Regions from separate parts of the Bos taurus genome. Here region 2 is linked to region 1. The links are chromatin contacts, called in public Hi-C maps. All regions are on one chromosome and are shown on one strand. Each heading gives the region's core, a stretch centred on a gene start, on an enhancer-like site or on the middle of the called end of the contact. The rest is flanking DNA. Distances are from core to core; before and after follow the strand shown.

Region 1 (4,262 bases), core at 1,221-3,720:
CTGGGAGGCAAGATGAATTCCGGGCCTCCCGGCCTGAGTGGCAAGAGAAAAGGGGGGCAACACCAAGGAGGAAAGAGGAGGAAGTAAATTTCATCCTTGGACCTTCTCCTAAACCAAGAACTGTACTTAATGCTAAGTTCTAGATACAGTACCCAGATGCACAAGATTTGGCCACTGCCTTCATTGAGCTTGAGGTTAAAGGGCCAGGATTACCCTCCTCTGAAGATGATATGTAAATATTGGACTGGACACATTAATGTATTTCCCAAAACCAAAACTCTGGCTGGAGATTAAAGGTTGTATTTAAGGACATCTGAATTAGGGAAAGAATCTGTGAAAACTAGGAATGAGTTTTAAACAGCCTTTTTTTCTCTCTTTAAACTTTGGATGGGGTTTAAGGGAGAGACTTAATAGCTGGTTTTTGCATCATTTTGATGACAAGTTTGTGTATTTACTAAAGCATGTGGGAACAGAAAGGTTACATTTTAAGTAAAACCAATGACCTGGATACCTGGTACAGATTATTTTCATTTACTTTCTAGAAAACATAGCAGCTAAATTATGATTTCAGCAAGACAACTTTTATTAGAAAAACTCATCCTGCTTTTGGTGTCAGATATAATACTGAAAGTGTGTCTCCTTCAAAAATAAAATTTGATGCTTTTCAACACTGAAAACATTAATTTGCTGTAAATGATAAATTTGGGCTTCACTAAATAATGGTAATAATCCTCAATCGTAATTTTTTTTTTTAATGTTTGTTTATTTGGCTGTGCTGGGTCTTAGTTGCAGTATGTGGGATCTAGTTCCCAGACTAGGGATCAAACCCAGGCCCCCTGTATTGGGAGTGTGGAATCCTGGCCACTGGACCACCAGGGAAGTCCTAATCCTAATTTTATACTTAAATCTTTATCAGTATTTATATCGCAGGTTTTTTTTTTTAAAGCTTCAAGTGGGATCTGTTTGGGGAAGAGAGAAAGAAACCTACAAAATCCTTACTTGAAATATTACTACTATCTTTTGATTCATTTGTCAAATTGACCTGCTGCTGCTAAGTCACTTCAGTCGTGTCCGACTCTGTGTGACCCCATAGATGGCAGCCCACCAGGCTCCCCCGTCCCTGGGATTCTCCAGGCAAGAACACTGGAGTGGATTGCCATTTCCTTCTCCAATGCATGAAAGGAAAAAATGAAAGTGAAGTCGCTCAGTCGTCCCCGACTCTTAGAGACCGCATGGACTGCAGCCCACCAGGCTCCTCTGTCCATGGGATTTTCCAGGCAAGAGTACTGGAGTGGGGTGCCATTGCCTTAAGCTGATCTAATTAGGAGGTGAAACATTTACAGTTATCCTGGATGTCTTTCCCTAACAGATTTCAGTAACTCGTCTTTGTAAAACTAAATACCTCCTGAAAAGGATTCACAGTATACAGATCTAGAATGGGGGGGCTTTTCTGCTGTTGTTATAGCTCTGGGGAGCCACCCTACTCTTGCTTTTTGGTCTGACACCTGATAGGAAATTGAGAGTTTGTTTCATTTTTCCATTGTCCAATTTTTATATGTTACTTCTAGAAATTGCTATGAAGATGAGATTAATTCCAATTTCATAATAGGTTACTAAAAACACATGTTCAACTTACTGTCTCATACCTTCTGACAAAGCTGAACTGTGCCATCACTGATCATCGTTTCCACTGGGGCCTGGAGCACTTGGTGCTGTAAGCCCTCCCTTCTCATGTAACCATGGCAAGTTTTAACCATTGATTAAAAAAAGAAAGCATAATGGTATCCTGAACAGCTTCTTCCAAACCAAACCGTTAATAGAGCATTTAACACCTTTTAAATTCTTCTCAGCTGTCTGGGATTTTTTGTTGTTTGTTTTGTTTGGGAATTTTTCTGGCTTTTGTTTTGTGACTTGATCTAGCTGCTAAGTCGCTTCAGTCATGTCTGATTCTGTGAGACCCCATAGATGGCAGCCCAGGCTCCCCCATCCCTGGGATTCTCCAGGCAAGAACACTGGAGTGGGTTGCCATTTCCTTCTCTAACTAGTCTTGTTTAAAAAAAAAAGTCGGGGGAGGGGGGGGAGCTGTTTGCAAAGTTCTTATTTACCGTTAAATTTAAATGCAGTTGTGTTAGTTTATTCTGAAAATACACTTAAGGCAAAAGAGCATTTTAAAGGATTTAGGGAGGGGGTGAGGGGGCGCTGCCCTTGTTTCTCCCTCCCCCACGTCCTTGCCTTGTGAAATAGAGCGTTTTATCTAGAGACAGGAGAGCAGATCAAAACCCTACAGAGCAGTTACCTGTATGGCAATTTCAAAGGTGGACGATGAGACACTGCAGCTGGGGCAGCCGTAGCTTCAACTAGTGGGAAAATGTTCGGCCGCCAAGCGCTGTGGCTGGGGAGGGCGGAGGAGAAGCGGAGGCCGAGATTGGCCGGCGGCGGAGGGGGCGTCGCCGGGGGGGAGGAAGACTCGGCTCAGCCATGGCCGCCGCTCGCTCTCGGGTAGTGCACTTGCTGAGGCTTCTGCAACGCGCAGCGTGAGTGCGGGGCCGGACGGGCGGCGGGCAGGCAGGGGACCCGAGGGTGCGGCCGAGCCCACGCAGCCCCCGGGGAGCGACCCGCCCGGGCCCGCGCGTTCTTCCTCGGATCTTTTTCCGGGACGCGGTACCGCAGAGCGCGGCGGCCTGGACTCCGCTGTCAGTGTGCCAAGTAGCCAAGGAGCCAAAAGCAGCCGCTTGTACTTCGTCTGATCTACCGTTGAAACTAAGGTCGAGAGAGGAGAGCTCCAGGTCCCAGTCGAGGCAGACAGAGGACAGCTTGGCACAGTGACCAAGACAAATGCATGTATCCAACCAGCACATACTGAGTGTATGGTAATGCATCAGAAACTATTCTAGGTGCTGGGGATACAAGGACAAGAGGCTTTGGATCAGTTTAAAGTTAGCAGAGACTTGCATGAGGGGATAGCAGTGAAGTTAGGTATTGGTTCAGTGGTAGCATTCTTCCCTTCCACGTGGGAGGTCTGGGTTCTGATTCCTGGCCAATGCAATGTCCTTATGTTGGGGCTTCCCAGGTGGCACAGTGGTAAAGAAATCTCTGCCAATGCTGACACAAGAGAGCCGGGTTTGATCCCTGGGTGGGGAAGATCCCCTGAAGAAGGAAATGGCAACCTGCTGCAGTATTTTTGCTTGGAAACATCCCAAGGACCAGTCCATGGAGTCACGAAGAGTCGGACATGACTTAGCCACTGAGCACATGCACGGGTGAAAGGGGTCTGTGCAGAACGCAGAGGACAGAGGGTGCAGGAGAGAGGGAGGGATGTGAAGACAGAGGTGAACCGCAAGGGACTCAGCCACACATATACATGCATACATTCTCCCCCAAACTCCCCTTCCATCCAGGTTGCCACATAACATTGAGCAGAGTTCTATGTACTTGCTATACGTTAAGTCCTTGTTGGTTATCATTTTTAAATACAGCAGTGTGTACATGTCAATCCCAAACTGGGTTGGGGTGGGGGGAGGGGGTAGTGGGTGAGGGGGTTGATGATGCAGGAGAGCAAAGGAAGAACTGTTGGTAGTGATGTTTTGAGAAGCTGAGCAGAGCTGAGATTTAGTGTGCAGGGGAGAGGTTGGCCTTTGCTAAGATATGGTCAGTTTATCAGTGATACCAGGAAGGAAGTCAAAATTATTGTGCCAGACCCAGAAGGTGTGTAGATGAGAGCCTGGCTGTAACTTTGCAGAGTTCAGGAGGCCAAGGAAATGAAGTCAACAGGATGTGGGTGAGGAAGAGAGAAACCAGAGGGTGAGCAAGCCAGAGGGGAGAGGAGGGTGAGAGTTTTAAGCATGAAACTCTTAATTATGATGACAAGGATCAAGTAAGGGGAAGGATGGGACATAGGGGACAGATGGAGGTCCAAAGAAGGCAAGAGGGGGTGGAATTCAGACTACAACTGAGGAGTAGAAATGATGAATTGAGATAGCCTGAGAGCTTGGAAATTATATAACAAAAAGAGAAGCGGAGTGTCCTCCCACAGTGTCGAATTTTCCTTCCCTTTGAGCCCCTCTTCTTGTCCTGGAGGGGCATAAAGCAGCGAAGGACCTAGAAGGTAATGCCAAGTGAAGGACAACTCTGGGACCCTGCATTATTCGGTTTTCTCCGCGGGAGCCTGCAGATGGCTCAGGCCCTCCGGGATGCTCCAGAAGAAACCCTTACACGTGGCGCTTTCCGCCGCGCCCACCAGATGGCAACCTTGACTCACGCTG
Region 2 (4,262 bases), core at 1,132-3,631, 170 kb after region 1:
ACAGCAAAGTATAGTTTTCAATCAAACAGTTCAATGGTTGTATAGTGGAGACTTCAAAGTGACTGACTCATGTCCTTTCTCATTCAACTATAAATTAGATTCATAGGTAAAGGCATGAGACTATGCTGAATAAAGATTATTTATCCTTCAAAACATTTCACATTTTATTTTTTCTAGGGCAAATAAGTCATATTTACATATACAAGAAATAGAATTCATAGAACAAAACACATTCAAGGATAAAGGCCCTAAGAAATACACCATTCAGAAATGATAGTTTCTCACATCTACCCGTATATTCACATAGGGAGTGTAGCTTCACTACATTTAATTACTCCAGACTTATGACTCTTTCAATCATTCTGTAATACATTTCAATTAATTTATACAGCTGACAGGAATAAAAGTCAGTAGTACAATTAATATTTAGATCTCAAAGCTCACAATATTGTCAATAAAACAAAATAACTTACACCAGCAAATTAATCATGAAATCGCTTTCTTCTTAGCCTATTATTATGAAGCATACACAAATTATGGACAAAAAACTAACTGAAGAAGGCAGGGTTCTGACATTCAAGCATCCATGTCTAACCATAACTAACTGCTGATGATAGCATTAGCCAAGAAACTGTTTCAAATAAGATTAACATCAATACAGACAAGCAGATAATGCCACACACTGTATACAAACTCCTGTTACTGAGTTGACAATATTCGTTTGTCACCTTGCTTAAAGAAGGTATGTTTAAAAATACAAAAGAAAAGGCCTAAATCAATACTTCAGTAATTATAGTTACAGGAGCTTTTAATATCTATCTTTTCTGAAGACTGAGAAGTCAGTCAGGTCCTTAATGTTCTAGAGCAGTAATTCTCACCTGGGTGATTTTGCCCTTCAACAGACATTCGGTGGTAATGTCTGAAGACATTTTTTGATTGTCACACCTGGGGAAATGAGGTGTTACTGACATCCATGGGACAGAGGCCAGGGATGCTGCTAGACATTCTACAAAGCACAGGACAGCACTCCCCACTGCCCCCACCACTGCCTTCCCAATACAAAGAATTATCTGATCCCAAGTATCAACAGTGTCTAAGTTGAAAATCCTCTACAAGAGAAGTGTGTGTGTTTGTTCCACTTCAAAAGTTTGATCTCTTCTGTAGTTGGTACAAAATAATAATCTAATAGGGACTTAATTACATTCTATGCTGATTTCTGCAAAAATACCTTACAGACAGCAGATCCTTAATAAATGAATAGAGCAACAAATACTATGGTGTGACTGTTGACAATTTTTAACAGACATCTGCAATGAATGAAGTTACTACTAAATTTCAACTTGGGAAAAACACTTCTAGTTGAGACTTTGAAGTTGTGGATCCAGATAAAACTGTTTGGAAACGCTGTCAAACAACTTTTCATATTTACTGAATAATACTGACAACTAAAAGACACCCTAGTGTTTTTTGTCATATGAGTGATTCCTACACACTAAGTCTACGAGTAGCTACTACAGTGACCTTTAAATAAAACCGAAATGCATAAATTCATCCTAGCAAGTTTTCCAAAACCACCACCACCAAAGAAATGCCCTACCTCTATGCAACCCTCAAGTACAGTCAGAGTCCAACGGACACACAAAATATTAAGTGAATCAAACACATTGTTTTATTTTAAGATCAAGTTACTGGTGTTAACAGTGTGACATCTTCCCAGTAGAAGGAAACTGCGACCATGGGTATGGTAATCACAGTAGACATCAAAAAAGTACTCTCTCCTCAGCTATATCTCAGAGGACTTCCACACCTTTCAAGGTAGCAGAGGGGTCCCCAACCCAGGTATATCACAGAGCCCGTTTGTAACTGGCTCAGGAATCCAGAGAGTAAGAGGCCCTAGGAACAGCATTTTCAGGCCGTCCGGGTAGGACACCACCACCTTCCGGTGCGGAGCGTATTCCCTGAAAGCGCACCGACTTACCTGCCAACAAATCCCAAGAAGTGGCTGTGGGACAGTGGGGAGCTGGACATATGCTGGGGGAGAATCGACTCCAAGGAGCCGCCTGGGCATCTGTAACTCACTTTCTGAGTCCGAAATGCCCTGGTCCCCAACTCTCCACACGTCACGGCTGCGCTCTGGCCAGCGGGCCGAGGCGGCTGTAGCGCAGCGGGAAGGAAAACTTCTGCCCCGGCCTCGGAGGGCCCAGGTAGGCGCGGGGGGGTGGGGTGGGGGGGGGGACTCAGAGGGAAAGGAAAGGGAATCTGAGCCGAGGCTGTGCCCACAGGCCTGGGCGAAAGGGATGTCACCCACCTGCGCGACCTCTTCGCCATCCTTCAAGTACCGCATAGGCGCGGGCTGGGCGGGGACGCGGGTCAGCCTCCTCCAGCCTCGGGCGAATGCTCCTTCTCCCCGACCCTCCCCCGCCGCTTCCCTCGCTCCCGCTCCGAGGCCGACCGAGTGCGGAACGCAGGTCCCCGGCAGGGCAGGACGGAGGGACGGAGGGGCGGACCGCGACCCGCCCCCGGCCCGCAGCTCTGCTTCTTAGCCCCGGCCCTGCCCGGTCAGGGATGCCCCCAACATGTCAGCAGGCGCGCTCCTGCCCTCCCCTGGCCCCTCCCGCCGCCTCTTAGCCTCCTCGCCTCGGTCCCAGCGCGGCTCTGCCGCGGGCGCCGACCCCCGCCCTCTCCCCGCAGCGGGCAGCTCTGCAGGACTCGTAGTCTCCCTGCAGGGTTTTGTCCGCACCGCCGAATCTCGCGCCCAGCCTCCCTCAAGAGCCGCCGTTTGAATCTGCGCACGCGGCCCCGAACCTCATTGGCTGTGGTAGCCGCACGCGGGGGGACAAGGGCGGGGCGGGGAGAGCGCGCGCGACTGAGGGCGGGGCTGGGGAGCTGGAAGCCGGGACTGGAACTCGCGGGAGTCCGGGAAGGAGCTGGGAGCCAGGGGGTGTGGCCGTGGGCAAGGCTCAAAGGTCTTGCTGTGACAGGACCCGGACCGCGCCGAGCGCCGCACCCGAAGGGGCGGGGCGCCAAGGGCCGCGCTGGGGCCCGCTGGGAAAGTGAGTTCCAGGCTCTCCGAGAGGCGTGTCCGGAAGCGGCAGCCAGAATCCAAGCTTCTCCGGGATCGCGGACGGTGTCTCTGGATGTTGAGCAGTTCCGTTCACCGCAACCTTCTCTCGGCCAAAGCTCCTCAGTTCTCGGGGGCATCCCTCATCACTAGTTAGGAAGCTCAGTCTTTGGATTTGAGATAAACCTAACCATAAAATTTGCGCGGCCGTGACTGTTTAAGCAAAAATGCGAGCTTTTTTTTTTTTTTGCCAGACGTTGTAACTACTGATCTAGTGAAGACTCTGTAGCGGGAAGGAGCAGGAGTGTGACAGGTGAAAAAGTTTTTAGTTGGACACATGGAACGGGAAAGGGAAATAATCCGGGTCTGCGGCTGGCCTTCAAAGTACTTTAATCTCCTCTCCGACTCTTCGGGAAATAACTGCTGCGCTCGGTGAAGGAGCCCTGGTCCAGAAGGAGAATGCAGGAAGACAGGAGCGGACTGGGAATTTCGCCCAGATAAATGAGTAGTCAACGGTAGAAGGTGACCTTCTCTCGCAAGAGAGCCGGGAGGAAGTGGGGAACCGCACTGCAGGACCTTCTAGCAGTTACAACTACTCTAGAGGTTTCAAGTCTAATACCCACGAAATGCTCAGTTCAAGCAGCATGAAAGTAGATTAACTACAGTAACGATTAGAAATGGTAAAGGATGCAAATTTGCAAGGTAACATGCTCTACTGCATAGAGCACGAAACCACATGTTAATATTGTAACAGATTTATATTTTGCTATTTTGAAAATTTACGCATCAGTTTTTGCAAATCAGAGATGCAGGTGCAAATGTGTACTAAGAAGAGCTTGCATGCACTACTTTCAAAACTTAAAAACACCTGGCTTTTTATAGTTCCTTTTTCTCAAAGTATGGATTCTGGTAAGGTAAAACAGCCTTTCTTTCAAATCATTCCTTAGTATGTCGCTAGTTCATTTAAAAAAGAAAACCTAATTTAGAAAGTAATGTCTTTTGAAAACAATGTTTTCTTTACTCCTGGGCCATGCATTACTCCGCTTATTTACATCCTAACAAGAAACAGAGTTTCTGCTATATTTTAGGCTGTAGTCGGTTTTATACAGAATACTATTTTAGAGCTTGAAGAGAGTTATTTTAGATTTTGACAGCAAAGCGAATTCTTTTCATTTTAGAGATAGAGAAAAATATAATTCCT

Evidence for each region. Hi-C and Micro-C count contacts between places; a contact is called where the count stands out from the background.
Region 2: a contact with region 1 is called in a Hi-C map of liver, with 2.8 times the contacts expected there. The contact joins the promoter of MYBL1 here to the promoter of ADHFE1 in region 1. A contact is called at or near these places in 2 of 11 Hi-C or Micro-C datasets (liver and an unstated tissue).

What each region holds. Positions count from the first base shown.
Region 1 is chr14:30,688,149-30,692,410 of ARS-UCD2.0, forward strand. ADHFE1 (alcohol dehydrogenase iron containing 1) reads left to right here and starts at 2,471. Exons shown (of 14, transcript NM_001101887.1): 1 at 2,471-2,534. The coding sequence starts at 2,479. RRS1 (ribosome biogenesis regulator 1 homolog) reads left to right here. Exons shown (of 1, transcript NM_001075481.2): 1 at 1-677. The coding sequence ends at 87.
Region 2 is chr14:30,859,882-30,864,143 of ARS-UCD2.0, forward strand. It overlaps MYBL1 (MYB proto-oncogene like 1), which reads right to left and starts at 2,382. Exons shown (of 16, transcript NM_176635.4): 1 at 2,309-2,382. The coding sequence starts at 2,328.